Linked DNA regions of Gossypium hirsutum: region 2 is linked to region 1. A link is a contact called in public Hi-C data. All regions are on one chromosome and are shown on one strand. The core of a region is the stretch at or near the end of the contact, and the rest is flanking DNA. Distances in the headings are between cores, read along the strand shown.

What was found. Hi-C and Micro-C count contacts between places; a contact is called where the count stands out from the background.
Region 2: a Hi-C map of leaf shows a contact between it and region 1, with 1.8 times the contacts expected there. The contact joins the promoter of LOC107950228 here to the promoter of LOC107950221 in region 1. A contact is called at or near these places in 2 of 34 Hi-C or Micro-C datasets (both in leaf).

What each region holds. Positions count from the first base shown.
Region 1 is chrD03:45,825,429-45,833,009 of Gossypium_hirsutum_v2.1, reverse strand. LOC107950221 (G-type lectin S-receptor-like serine/threonine-protein kinase At1g34300) reads left to right here and starts at 3,167. Exons shown (of 1, transcript XM_016885037.2): 1 at 3,167-7,581. The coding sequence starts at 3,167. The coding sequence ends at 5,695.
Region 2 is chrD03:45,972,211-45,979,791 of Gossypium_hirsutum_v2.1, reverse strand. It overlaps LOC107950228, which reads right to left and starts at 3,305. Exons shown (of 2, transcript XM_016885042.2): 1 at 2,726-3,305. The coding sequence starts at 3,202. It also overlaps the pseudogene LOC121215424.

The DNA of each region.
Region 1 (7,581 bases), core at 1,918-4,417:
ATAAGATAGGTACCACATTAAGAAAATGTATCAAACTTGGCTACCGAATAATATATTAAATCAATAATTTATCTATACTATCATTCAATTTTAAAAAAAAATTAAAAATCATACTTTTCACAAAACAAATTATATTTTATAAATATGTTTTTATCTTCTTATATTTTTATCTAAACTCAAAAAAAATCTGCAAAAAATAAAATTTAAATCTTCAACTTTATCATTTGACATAAATTTTAATAAATATATACTTTTAAATAATTGTTTTATCGTGATCTAATATTTTTAATAAGATATATTTATCACTTGATAAATTTATTTATTTTTTAAAATTATATCATCAGTTAAACATTTTACACTAGTTTATTGATTTTCAAATTTTACTATTTACCTTTTAGATTTATGATATTTATATTTAATGATACTATTTATTTTAAATAATTTAAATTACATTCAAAGTTATTAAACTATAAGTAAAATTATGTGTCGGTTATTCAACTTTTAAAAGTTACAAAATATTATTTAATTATTCAAAATATTTCATTTAAGTCGCTGAGTTGTTGAAATCATTGTTTTATGGTCTTTTCTATTCTCATCGCCTACACCAATCGAAAACTCTAATTCATTTTCTTTTTTATAGTTTTTTTTTTCCAGAAAACAACTTTAAATATTATGAATTTATGAACATCATGGAATTTGAACCCTAACCAAGTGATAGCCAAGTACCAGGTATGCTAAGGTAAGGCATATAACTCTTTAGTTAAAAGGTTCGATTTTCTACAGGCACAACATACATAATTAATATTTCCAACAAGACTAAATGCCAGTTCTTCATTGCTTAAAAAAGTACTTCTGACTCCAAAAGCATTTTTGAAAGAAAAGCTGTAAAGAATAAGCTGCTTTTGGCTGAAACTTTTAGCTTTTCAGAAGTGCTTTTGAAAAGCTTTGAAAAGCACTTCTGAAAAGGAGAAGCTAAAAATTTTAGCTTTTCTTCTCCCAAAAGCACTTTTGGTGCTTAATTACTTTTTCGCCCCTCCAATAACATAGTATTTTTCTTTTTTTTTCTTAGTGCTTAATTACAATTGTGTTAAAATCATTAATTAAAAATAAAAAATATTTTTTAAAATACTAATTACAAATATTTAATGGTTATATTTAAATATTTAAAATATAGTTTATATATTCTAATTAAATTTTATAAATAATTAATATTTATTGCTTAAAAATATTTACAATTTATATTTCATATATTAAAATATTAACAAGTTATAATAATTTTTTTATATTATTACTAAAATATAATAATATTAACTAACTCAAATATTATTTAAATGCATATTTGTTACTTGATAATAACTTGTCTAAAATGAACATTTTATTTCTCAAAAGCACTTTTTGACAACAATGCTAAACACTCAAATTTTAAACCAAACTTTTCAAAAACACTTCTTAAAAGTACTTTTTCACAGCACTTTTCAAAAGTACTTTTCAAAAGTAATGAAGAACTAGCCCTAAACTTATCTAGATATTTGATAGACATCCATTTATGATAAAACATTGCCTTAAGAGTGTAAAAAGCCATAAATTTAATAATAATAAAAAACATTAAGCCCCTTTTTTTTTACTCAGTTGGATACTTGAATTTCTAAATGCATCAAAAAGACCCTCAAACTTTTTCAAAAAAAACAATTAAGTCCCTACTTTTTTTTGCACTCAATTGGGTACTTGAATTGTCAAAATGCACAAAAAAGACCCTTTGACCATTAACTTTAACAGTTGATCGTTAAAGTTAGCCCCTAATTTTTTCAATTAAAACCACCTCTTCTCACAACCACGGAATGACATGTGGCAAAAAAAATTATAAAAATAAAAATCAATAAAAGTTATAAAAATTATTAAATTTTAATAAAGAATATAAAAATATTCTTTATAAAGAATATAAAAATATTATATAAAGAATATAAAAATTTGAAAATATTATAAAAACAATAGGAAATTATAAAAAAATTGTAAAATTGTATAAAAATCATAAAAAAATTTATAAAATGCATCAAAAATGTCCTTTAACCATTAACTTTAACCATTAATTGTTAAAGTTAACGACCCCCATTTTTTTCAGTTAAAATTGTCATATGTCATAGAACAACATGACATGTGGCGAAAAGTGATAAAAATTAAAAATCAATAATTTTTTACAAATTTTAAATAATAAAAATTATAAAATGCTTCTTTTAGTAGATAAATTTTTTAATTTTTTACGAATTTTAAATTTCTTTACATTTTCTTATAAGTTCCTTACAACTTTATAAAATTTTATAATTTTATAACTTTTTTCTATATTCTATATATTTTATAATTTTTTATATTTTTAATTAAAATTTAATAAAATTTATAACTTCTATTGATTTTTATTTTTATAATTTTTTTGCCACATGTCATGCCGTGGTTGTGAGACGGGGGTGGTTTTAATTAAAAAAATTAGAGGCGATTAACTTTTAACGATCAACTGTTGAAGTTAACGGTCAAAAGACTTTTCTGATGTATTTTGACAGTTCAAGTATCCAATTGAGTGTAAAAAAAAGTAGGGGCTTAATTGCTTATTTTGAAAAAGTTTAAGAGCCCTTTATATACATTTTGAAAGTTTAAATACCAGTTGAGTGCAAAAAAGATAGGAGCTAAATTGCTTTTCTTTGAAAAAGTTTGAAGGCATTTTTTATGCATTTTGAAAATTTAAATACCAAATTGAGTGAAAAGACAAGGACTTAATTGTTTTTTTTTAACAATTTAAGGACTTTTTACATCATTAAGCTTAAAATATTGTTATATTTCCGTGTTAATTAAGAACATGCAGAAGTCAAACGTTGACTGGAATATACTACCTACTGCCAACCATAAAGCCCACATAGTTTTGTATGAAATTAAGCCCACATAATGGTTTCGAAGACTGGACCAAAAAACCAAAACTTACGGAGGAGAACTTCCCATTATATAAAATATGAAACAAAAATTCAACCCAAAAAAAAATTGAAATAAGATTTTTTTATTACTAGTCAAAGTCTGCTCCCAGTTCTTGAAGAAGAAAAGGTCTACTCCCACTTGTATTCCCTCCCCTCTTCTTCTTCTTCTTTTTGTTTTTCATCTCCTTTGTCCACACCTCTCTACAAAGATGATGATGAAACAAAAGAGCCTCTCTTTCTTTCTATTCCTTTACCTCTTAACTTCCTTCTTTATTGCTTCATCGGCCACAATCTCGTTAGGCTCCTCCATCACCCCCTCATCCCCACCCCTAACATGGCACTCTTCCAATTCCACTTTCTCCATTTCCTTCATTCCCTCTGCTTCTTCCAACTCTCTCCTCGCTGCCATCACGTATGCAGGTGGGGTTCCTATTTGGACTGCTGGAAATGGCACCACCGTTGACTCTGCTGGTTCCCTCCGTTTACTCTCCAACGGAGCTCTTCATCTTGTCAATGGTTCTGGCGCTGTCGTTTGGGACTCTGGCACTGCCAATCAGGGTGTTTCCTCTGCTTCCTTGGAAGAATCCGGGGAACTCCGGCTATTGGGCAATGGCAGTTCTGTAGTTTGGTCTTCATTTGACCATCCAACGGATACCATCGTTCCGACTCAGAATTTCACTGTTGGCAGAGTTCTAAGATCTGGGTTGTATACCTTTTATCTTCAAAGGTCAGGGAATTTAACTTTGAGATGGAATGATAGTATTGTTTATTGGACCGAAGGGTTGAATTCTTCTTTTGATGCAAATTTAACTTCACCGAGTTTAGGGTTGCTAACTATTGGTATTTTGAATTTGTTTGATCCTAGTTTGAGTACTGGGTCAATTGTCGCTTACAGTAGTGATTATGCGGAAGGGAGTAATATTTTGAGGTTTTTAAGGTTAGATGAGGATGGGAATCTAAGGATTTATAGTTCTTCTCAAGGTAGTGGGACTATAACTCCGAGATGGTCCGCAGTTTTAGATCAGTGTGATGTTTTTGGTTACTGTGGGAATATGGGAATTTGTAGTTATAATGATACGAGCCCAATTTGCGGGTGTCCTTCAGAGAATTTTGAGTTGGTGGATGTGAATGATAGGAGGCAAGGGTGTAAGAGGAAAAGGGAGATAGAGGATTGTCCAGGGAGTGCTGCTATGTTGGAACTGGATCATGCTGAGTTTTTGACTTATTCGCCTGAGTTGTCTTCTCAGGTTTTCTTTATTGGGATATCAGCTTGTAAATTGAATTGTCTTGTCAGCGCTTCTTGTGTTGCTTCCACTTCTTTGTCGGATGGATCAGGGGTCTGTTTCTTGAAAACTACTGAGTTTGTGAGTGGGTATCAGAGTGCACCACTTCCTAGTACTTCTTATGTTAAGGTTTGTGGACCAATATTACCAAACCCATCTCCTTTTGCGGATAATGTAGAGAATGGGAATGGTTGGAGGGTGCATGGCTGGGTTGTAGTGGTTGTGATTGTGGCTACCGTGTTGGTTTTGATTGCATTGGAAGGCAGTTTATGGTGGTGGTGCTGCAGAAACAGTCCCAAATTTGGGGGTCTATCAGCTCAATATGCTCTTCTTGAGTATGCGTCTGGTGCTCCTGTTCAGTTCTCATATAAGGAGCTTCAGCGCTTAACCAAGGGATTTAAGGAAAAGCTTGGAGCCGGAGGGTTTGGGGCTGTATATAAAGGAGTTCTTGCTAACAGAACTGTTATGGCAGTGAAGCAACTAGAAGGTATTGAGCAGGGTGAAAAGCAGTTTAGAATGGAGGTTGCAACCATCAGTAGCACCCACCATTTAAACTTGGTGAGATTGATCGGTTTTTGCTCTGAGGGCCGTCACAGGCTTTTAGTTTACGAGTTTATGAAAAATGGGTCTCTAGATAACTTCCTTTTTACCACAGAAGAGCACTCAGGAAAGATGTTGAGCTGGGAATACCGTTATAATGTTGCTCTTGGAACTGCAAGGGGAATCACATACCTTCATGAGGAGTGTAGGGACTGCATTGTTCATTGCGATATAAAGCCTGAGAACATTCTCTTGGATGAAAATTTCAATGCCAAAGTGTCAGATTTCGGACTTGCCAAACTTATAAATCCCAAAGACCATAGATACCGAACACTGACAAGTGTTAGGGGGACAAGGGGCTATTTGGCACCTGAATGGCTTGCAAACCTTCCAATAACTTCAAAATCTGATGTTTATAGTTATGGGATGGTCTTGTTGGAGATAGTGACTGGAAGAAGGAATTTTGATGTTTCAGCGGACACAAATAGGAAAAAGTTCTCTGTGTGGGCTTATGAAGAATTTGAGAAGGGTAATATAGAGGGAATTGTTGATAAAAAGCTTCGTAGTCTAGATGTGGACATGGAGCAAATAACTAGGGCAATTCAGGTTAGTTTCTGGTGCATCCAGGAACAGCCTTCTCATCGGCCAATGATGGGAAAAGTGGTTCAGATGCTGGAAGGAATCACAGATATTGAGAGACCGCCAGCACCAAAATCTGCCACCGAAGGTTCTATAAGCGGAACCAGCATAAACGTGAGCAGTAATATCAGCGCTTTCTCAACTTCTGCTGTTTCCGCCCCAGCTCCCTCATCATCATCTTCATTGCAAACAGTTGGGATTTCTCCCTTAGCTTCAGGAATGATTTCTTCAGAAAAGCAGTCATCATCCCTGATACAGCCTGACATGAAATGCTAAAGGTGCATATTAAATGACTTTGGCAGGGCGACCTCTGATCCAGATTTAACGTTAAACCTGTTGTATATAAAATACGAGAGGTGATGTTCATACCATATGTTGTAAAAACATGTTTAAATTGTTACCTTAGCAAATATTTCTAGAAAGACTGAGGCATTGCTGTCAGAGTTGTTGCTTCTACAAGTATGGCCTTAGTTCATTTAAAAACATGTTACTAATAATGTTTAGTGGTGATGTGTGCTACATATATATACCTTATTGTTTGTTACCCATAATTGTGTGTGAAATGCAAAGCAGAAGTTGGTAGCTTAAAAGCATCATGTTGTGCAAAAATGGTTCAAATCGATTCTTGTAGTATGAGTTTTGTGTCAGTTTATTTTGGCAGGCATATACTCCTCAAAACGAATGGATCTGCCAGCAGAGGCCAGCATTTTAATCCCTCGAGGAACTTTGAAATGCTAAAATCTGGCTGTGTCATTTGCATTGAAACAAACAGCCAAGGAAAGGTGAGTCTGTGCCAGGGTCATTCCCTTGTTTTTGTATCATTGCTTTACCATTGGCAACAAGTTCAATTTATATTCTCCCTTTTCCTTTCAGGTTTAGGTTTAGTAATAGTAAGAGATTTTAAGGGACACTTAACACTCAGGTTTAATTTAAATATCAAAAGAAAACAATTGTAGCGCCATCATATTTACATACAATTGTTAGAAAAAAAAACCAAGAACATTTTGCAAAAACAAAAAGTAAATAAAAAGCTTGCTATGATGATTGCATCAAACTCTATGTATTTTATCAAACAATTCAACATGTTTGATGTTGTTTATACCTGCAAGGTGCTGCTTCTCGTATTATTGCTCTAGTTCAGTATGCTCCCTAAAAAAAAGTAACACAATTTCATAAAGTAAATAGACGTTTTAGCCAGAAGTGAAAGGCAAATGTGGATATGGAGGAGCAAAACATATGATATAAGATATATATAATAATTCAATTTTGGCATCCAAGGGGGCAAACACATAAAATATATACGGTGGTTATTATTTGTTCAGAGACAAACATAAAAGCATACCTTAGTTTTGAGGAGTATTTTGTTGTTACCAACTTGGATGTGCTTGCAATTTAGAAGTTGAGAAAAACATCAAAAAATTAGTCTATTCTTCCATTCGATCATTCTTAAGTATTATAACTGTCAAAATGGAGTCCTTATTTTCATACTAATATCTTTCCTTACTCAGCAAAAAAAGTTACTAATTTGTTTCTTTTAACGGTAACACATTATTAGAACAGATGATATAATAACTTTTTACACCATGCAATTGGAATTGTCACCAATATGACACCCACATGATATAATAAACCATAGCAAAAACAGAAACATACCACTACCACGATAAGGTAAACCCCGAGGCAATCCAAAAAATCAAGAATGAAAATCTCAAAAAAAAAAAAAAAAACTTACTGAAATGAAAAAAGGAAACCCACCGAGATAGTTAAAGAAGAGCAGGAAAATAAATGAAACGGTGAATAAAAAATAAAAAGAAATTGTATCCTACTTAACATAAGTGCCATCCTTTTGGGATTCTTTTTAACTATAGGTATAGATTTTTACTTCTTTTTTTTGTTCTTACTAATAGTGTATCAAATAATTTTCCTTTTAACATATCTTTGAAGCAAAACTAAGGAATCCACTTGCTCACTTTTATTGGATGGCATATCTGTCGCATACAATTAATCAATCATAATCTTGAATTGTATCACCCACGAAATGAAGTGAAAGTGAAACCCATACCTTTTAACTGATGAACCCTTGTAAAATTCTGTATTGTGATAGAATCATAACATTAATGTAATAATTGAAAGCGAGATGCTACACTTTGGCATGGCCAAAC
Region 2 (7,581 bases), core at 2,056-4,555, 150 kb before region 1:
CATTTTAAATTTAGTCTCCTTTTAATGTCTTACAACTTAGTCCCTCTATTTTTTTATTTAAATTGGATTCTGTTGTGTTTAAAAACAATTTACTTACATGGCCAAGTTAAAGCCGTGTCCACTCTACTTCTTTGAACCAATTAATGTTGAAAAACTCGAAATTGAAAACTTTATAATCCTATATTCAATATATTCATTTGCTTCTTTAACGAAAGTCCTTTCACGTTATTATTAAATAAAAATAGAAGGGTTAAATTTTAAATATGCAGAATACAAGAACTGAGAGCATAATTAAACCATTAATAAAAGTTGAATTTATCACTTTGACAAATTAAACCACCGCCCCGTTGTTGCTCTGATCAGCACACGGCAGTACGGCGTGCACCTTGCCTTTTGCACACACATTTTAATATCCATGGACGTAATAAGGAACATCAAATATGTATTTTTTTTTATAATAATATATAATAAGATAAAAAAAATGTGTAGGGGTGTTTAGTAAACAAAGTTTTGGGTCTTTTTTAATTGATTTGGGTACAAACGGAGGATTGGATAGTCAAACCCTTTAATTGTAGTGTTTGGTGAATGAAAGTTTGCAAGAGCTTATTAAGCTAAAACTTCCAAAACAAAAAACGTAAGGATGGACAACTTTTTCCTAGTTGATTGGGAATGAGATACGTAGAATGACATATCTAACTATGTTTACTCACTAATTAATTTCCATAATGAATGTTTATTTAAATAAAAAATACTTTGCAAATAAGGAACTTAAGAAATTTATTTATTTAAATTTTTAAAAATATTGACTAATTAATTTCTCATAATGGATGTTTTAATTCCTTGATAAGAGTGTTTTATTTCAATAATTTCACTCAATAAAGACAAAAGTATTATAAATAAATAAATATTCAATAATAAAATGTGTCATGCTTTTATTTGTCATTTTACACATATTAATTTTCAACTATCAACTAAGTTTTTTTAAACATTTTTAAATAAAGAGTTAATAAAAGCAATTGGTAAAATCAATCACTACAATCGACAATCAACAATCAATTATCATCCAATTGTCAAACAACGTGTGTGTATATATATATATAATATCCCACTAGCGTAAGTGGTATTTCATGACAGCAACATCTTAGTATACACAGATAAAAAAGGAATGCAAAGATTTTTTTCCTTAAAATCATTGATTGCCTTTTGAGTATTTAGGAAGGTTGCTTTAATTGATGGGTTTCTTTGAAAGTACCATTTTTGTTCATTTTGGGTAAATAGTACATGTGTTTTTGTTTTTTTATTCAACAAGTTAAGTTTTTTAAAAAATAATAATAAATAAATAAATCCTTTTTAATCCTTTACCATGCCATTTGCATGCATGCATGCTCATCGGCAGCATGAATTATAAGGTAGAAGTTCATTACGTTTCTTCCCATGAAATTTAAAGTTTGAAAGTGCTAACAAAAGAATAATATGTTTCTAAAAAACCAATTGAATACTGAATGTTAAATTTTTTTTTTAAATGTTGCCATTAATCAGTTATATAAATTATAGGTCTAATTCTGTTTTCAGTCACTATACCTTTACCATATTTGAAATTTAGTTCTTTTACTTTCATGAATTTAATCTATTTATTCTTATGTGTATGAGTTTTATAATGTCTAACGAGTGGGAGTTATCCAAAGATCGGGCAGGATGTCAATTGAAGACATACACAAATCTTTTTTTTATCGTAACTAAAGCACCACCACCAACAGATAGTGACTAAACCTTTCATTGTGGTTATTCTCCGATAATGTAAACAATTAGCAATGAAACGTGCTCCATTTTTATGAGCAGAAATCGAACTCGATTATATAGATAAAAGCACATGGTTATAAATAGTAACATGTATGCAACATTTGTGCATAAAAACAAGGTATCTTAAATAGTGGTGCCCACTTGCAAAATGCAAAATATCATGATATTAGAGAAAATATCTTAAATGCAACCCTAAATATGGATGGTACACATTTTATTGAATCCTTGATGTGAAGGTAATAGATAGAAGAACCACCCATCAATTGCATTCATTGGACAATGACTTGACCCGCAACTTCCTGCTAATTCCATCCAACAAGGAACCCAAACCCTAATGACTTCACCTGTCATCAAATCATAATTAGCGTTGAGTAAAAAGTGGTTGGAGTTGAAACTGATTTAATTAAATGTAATGCTTTTTGATCCCTTCAGTTAAGTTGATTAGGTTAATAAAATCGATTTTATAATTAGTTTATTAAATTAAAATTATTGATATTTTTATGCAATTAATATTTTAATGATCTAATTTATCAGATTTATAGTCTATTTATATATGTCAAATTTAACTATAAATTAAGGCTTTGAACTATTCCATCAATATTAACCTACACAATATTTTAGATCGGAATTGATTCGAAAATTTATATACATAAAAAAAATATAATTATATTAATAAATTCAAACCGGCTATTGCACTGTCTCGACCACAGCCTCATGCTAAAGATAGGAATCAATAATAATCCAAGGATATGAATGGGTAAAATGTACAATCACTGGTTATTAAGCAATCTTTTTTTTTTTTTTTGTATCAAATGAAAAACAAATACAGAGCAAAGCACAGATTAAAAGATAAAAACAAAAATCTAAAACCATAAACATCAATCCTTTTAGACCCAAACCCGAAAGAAATAAACCCTAATATTCAACAACTCATAGGCGGAAGATCGGATGTTTTGGCGTTGGGGACGGTGGCGGAAGGTTTGTTAAAAACATGACTGCCAAATAATAAAAACCCCAGAGAATGGCCAGCCACGGCGGCCAAGAAAACGCCACCGTTGAAAGACATGATAGCCAACATCACCAGATACGCGAGTCCAACCCTCAGAGCATGCAACAAAGTCTGAACCAGACCGGCGGTCACGTGGTGGGTGGAACCGGGTTTCACCAACCGAGAGTGAGAAATCCCCTCCACCATGAAAGCAAGCAGGAAGACAACTATGAGGGCCAAGACGTACATGCTGGTTCTGGTTCCCGGCCAACCGGAGAAGAGAATCTCGGCGTCGCTGCCCCAAAAGAAGGTCATATGCATCATCATCTTATGGTGCTTCGTCATGTTCATGCCGCCATCTGATGTGTTGTGCATCATCATGCCATGCATATGGTCATCATTCATGCCCTCCATGGATGAATCTTTTTCTCTCTCAGTTTGGCTCTTGAGAGTGTGGGCCTGCTTGGGAGCTTGTGAAAATGTACTGTTAAGGCTTTAATGAAATGGCAGTCTCTTAAATATCTGCTTAGAGTAGCTGTTATTGGAATCTGATCGTACATTTTTTACATACACGCTGTAATGTGTAGTACATACGCTCAATGAAGAAACCTTCTCAATGGAGTACATTAATTTTATTTTGGGATTTTAATTTTTAATTTTTAATTTTTAGACTTTATAAAATTTAAAATTCAAGTTAAATTACTAACATTAAATTATATATATAAATTTATTTTTTTAAAAAATTTACTTATTAAAATAAAATATAAGGTAGACTGTAAAAATAATCACTTTTGTTTATTTTAAATTATATTTTAGTCACTTACGTTATCGTTTTGTTACGAAGTGATCACTCTACCATTAAGCTCCGTTACCTCCCTAACGGTGGTCCTATATGGCAGTCCAAGTTAGCATTTAAAACCCATTTGGACTGCCACGTAGGACTGTCGTTAAGGAGATAACTGAGCTTAACAGTAAAGCGACCACTTCGTAACAAAATAATAATGTAAGTGACTAAAACGTAACATTTCAAACATAAATGACTAAAACGAAATCTAAGGCAAACAAAAATAACTATTTTATAGTTTATCCTTTTATTTAATAAAGATTCAAATAACAATAGACCGTTTTTGGTGCGAAAAAGGATAGATATTATCAAATCCATTAGTACTACTCCACAATTAATATATTTTTGTCATACTATTAATCTTGATCCGCTATAAATATATAATTTCATTTTTTTAGTTATTTTCATATTTTTATTTTTTAAATATATTTATTCAGTTTGTTATTTGGAAAAGAATTCTGGTCACTTTACCTCCTATATTTTCCTTCAGCTTATCAAGTTACCTCATCTATGTTTTCTGTCTAAAATTACAGGCTGCCATGTATCAAAAGAAGCAAATATTCCTTAAAATTTCCAAAAGTGTCATAAATTTCATTAAAATTGCAAAAAAAAAAATCTACAAAAACAGAAAATTTTAAAATTTTCTTCATGAAAACTTTATAATTTTCTAAAAACCCTAAAATTCTAAACAAACAAGAAAATTACATTTTTTTTGAAAAATATTTTTAAAAATAATATATATAATTATTAAAAATGTATTTTAAAATGCATCTAGACAAATGCACGTCTAAGTTCGCCCATCAAAATTACTAAAAAGTATCACGTTTTCTATCTAAATTTTCCACCACATGTAAAAAAAACTATATTTGATTAAAATGTCAAGGAAAAATTAAAATGTCCAAAAAAATCTAAAAACTTTGAAAATTCTAAAACTACAAAATTCATAATTTATTTGCAGAAAATATTAAAAATATTTTAAAATGCAGAAATAAAAGAATAAAAAATACCCTAAAACTCCATAAATTTAGAAAATTATAAAGAATTGGAAAATTCTTAATTTTTTATAAAATTATTAAATTTATTTTTAAAATACCAAAAAAATGTAAAATATAAATAAAAGATTAAAGATTAAAAATTAAAAATTTTATAAGTGCTATTGAAAAATGCAACCACAATGAATACGAAGTAAAAGATAGTTTCGTTTCAAGTTTAGTAATAAGATATATTATACTTTTAAAGAGAGAATACAAATATGAACCTTGAAAACGAAACATTATTAGGAGAAATAACGACAAATCCCAAATATAAATAATAAAATGAAAATGCTTCCAGACAATAAAAAAATAAAAACGAATCTGTTTCCTCACCGCATGGTAATTTAACTTCGTGAAACCAGAAAAATTGAAAACCCAAATTTAGAAGGGACCAATTAGTAAACACAATATACAGTACACCACATATTTTTCAATTTTAAACATCCTTTCACTTATTTAATTAAACACCCATAAATATTTGTGGCTAAAATTGTCTTTTAAGTCAGAAAACAATTTCTCATTTGGTATTTTTATTAGTCCCTGTAATTTGTAAAAGTTGTGGATTTAATCCCTATACTTTGATTTGGTCAATTTTAGTCCCTGTACTTTTTAAATTTTAAAATTTCAATCATTACCAAATGATAACTGTTAAATTTATTAGGCTAAGTTTTGTTATTTCCAAAATTTGAAGCTCCAAACATATTATCATATATCCAATGCCATTTCACCTTGTTAAGTCCACATATTACTCACTAAAAATTCAATTGACAACTGTCATTTGCGTCAAGACTGGAATTTCAAAATTCACAACTTAGAATGGTCCAATTGAAAAATATGGGCTAAATCTACAATTGTACATATAGCACATAACTAATAATTGAATTTAAACAAACAAATTTAACATAACAACTACTACTTAGGTAAGGACTGAAATTTCAAATTTCAAATTTCAAAAAGTACAGGGACTAAAGTTGACCAATTCAAAAAAGTGCAGGGACTAAAATAGATCAAGTTAAAGTACAAGGACTAAATTTGTAATTTTTGCAAAGTAAAAGGACTAATAGTAGAATTAACCTTTTCATTTCTTTCTCATGTTGGTACATGTAGGCGCGTTCGATCGAATCAAGTGAAAAAATTTCGAGTTAATCGGGTTAATGAGTCTTATTTTATCATCCTAACTCGATTTGGATTTTTTTTTCAAATCGAGTCGAGCGAAATGAAATTCAAGTTGAATCGAATTGAGTAAACTTGTTCGGGTTAAATTAAAAAAACTAAATTAAAATATTATTACAGTATAATTAATTCCATGTTAGACCACATAAATTTGAAATAACCCTATACATTTAAAAACTTTTTCAAAGCAAAATAAGAAAAAAAAAAGATACTTTAGTATGATAAACTTGAATAATTAATTAACTTATTTATGTCCAAAATTACTATTTTAGAATATTTTTAAAATTTTAACTTTCTTTATATATTCTTTAGATTATTTAAAATTTTAAAAAAATATAAATTTTAGAATTTTTATAAATATTTTAAGTTTTAAAAATTATTTTGAATTTTTAAAAATTATTTTGTAATATTTGTTGGGAGTGACCAATTTGCTCAGTTTCAAAATTGATAGGGACCAAAGGTATTTTTACACCAATCTATTAGTCAAATTGTAAAATTCAATTTAACTCGATTTACTTATTCAAGTTGACTCGAAAAAATCAAAGAAATCAATTCAATTAACTTGAAATTCGAATTTCTTTTCGATTGAATCGAGTTTTGTTCACTCATTTCACGTGTCTTTACTCTTCATTTTGATTTAATTAACAACCAGTTAAATTCCCTGGTGAGTCCCTATACTATAGATTGAGGACTAAATTAGTCATTCTAATCTATTATAAAACTGAGTAATTTAGTCTTGATTTAAATAAGTGAAATCTTGAATGAAAGTAAATTTGAACTTTGAAAAAGAAAAAAGAAAAAGAAAAAGCTAACTTAAGTTGTTTTAAAAGAGACCTACAAAATCAACATTCTTAAAACACAGAAAGACTAAAATGTTGGTGTTTGCATGTCATTTTAAAACACTAGAAGTTAATATTTTATTTATTTACTTCGAAACTAAATGCACAAAAATAATTTACTCACTTCATGGTAAAAGAAAAAATAATGTACTCTTAAATATATAATATCAAGATAACTTAATCATTAATAAGTTGTAAATATCTAAATTCTGGAAATATCAATTTTTTTATTATTATTTACTTCCTTTCGTATGAGTGTAGTTAATGCATCCGTCTCCTTTTCATATGGTTTTGCTTACTATATCTATTATTGTAGCATTATAAATTATATTGTTACTTTTGTTCCTGTTGGGATAAATTTGGCCCCTTCCCTTATTTCTGCCTACGTATATGGGATATTTTAAGAAATGAACATTCTTATTACTAGTTGGATCTGGAGAAAGAATAGAAAATGTGATTTCACTATATTTTTTTACCAAGAACCAGACCTATCACAAGAATACTTTTCTTAGTGGAGCAATAGTGTTGAAAAGACAGATTGCCTATCTTTTCTTTCATCTCGAGTGAAATACAATCAGGCAGGGCTAACTCAAACCCCTCTTGTAAAATAAGAACAATACCCACATTCAAGGCCCCTTTCTTACCATTAGAAAGAACTTGTTTCAGTTGCATACCATAAGAAATTCTAACAACCGCTTCAAATACAGTATCAGGAAGTATCACTTGTGGAACCTCAATATCCACAGGTTTATTCGCTAAATGGCAATTGGCTATAACTGTAGTATTATGATTCCTAATCTTTGTTATACAATGTTTAGAACTACCCATAGTCTCACTCCAACCCTTAAATAAGATAATATAATACGTTTTAGCACACTTGAACCCACGTCCTCTCATACTAAC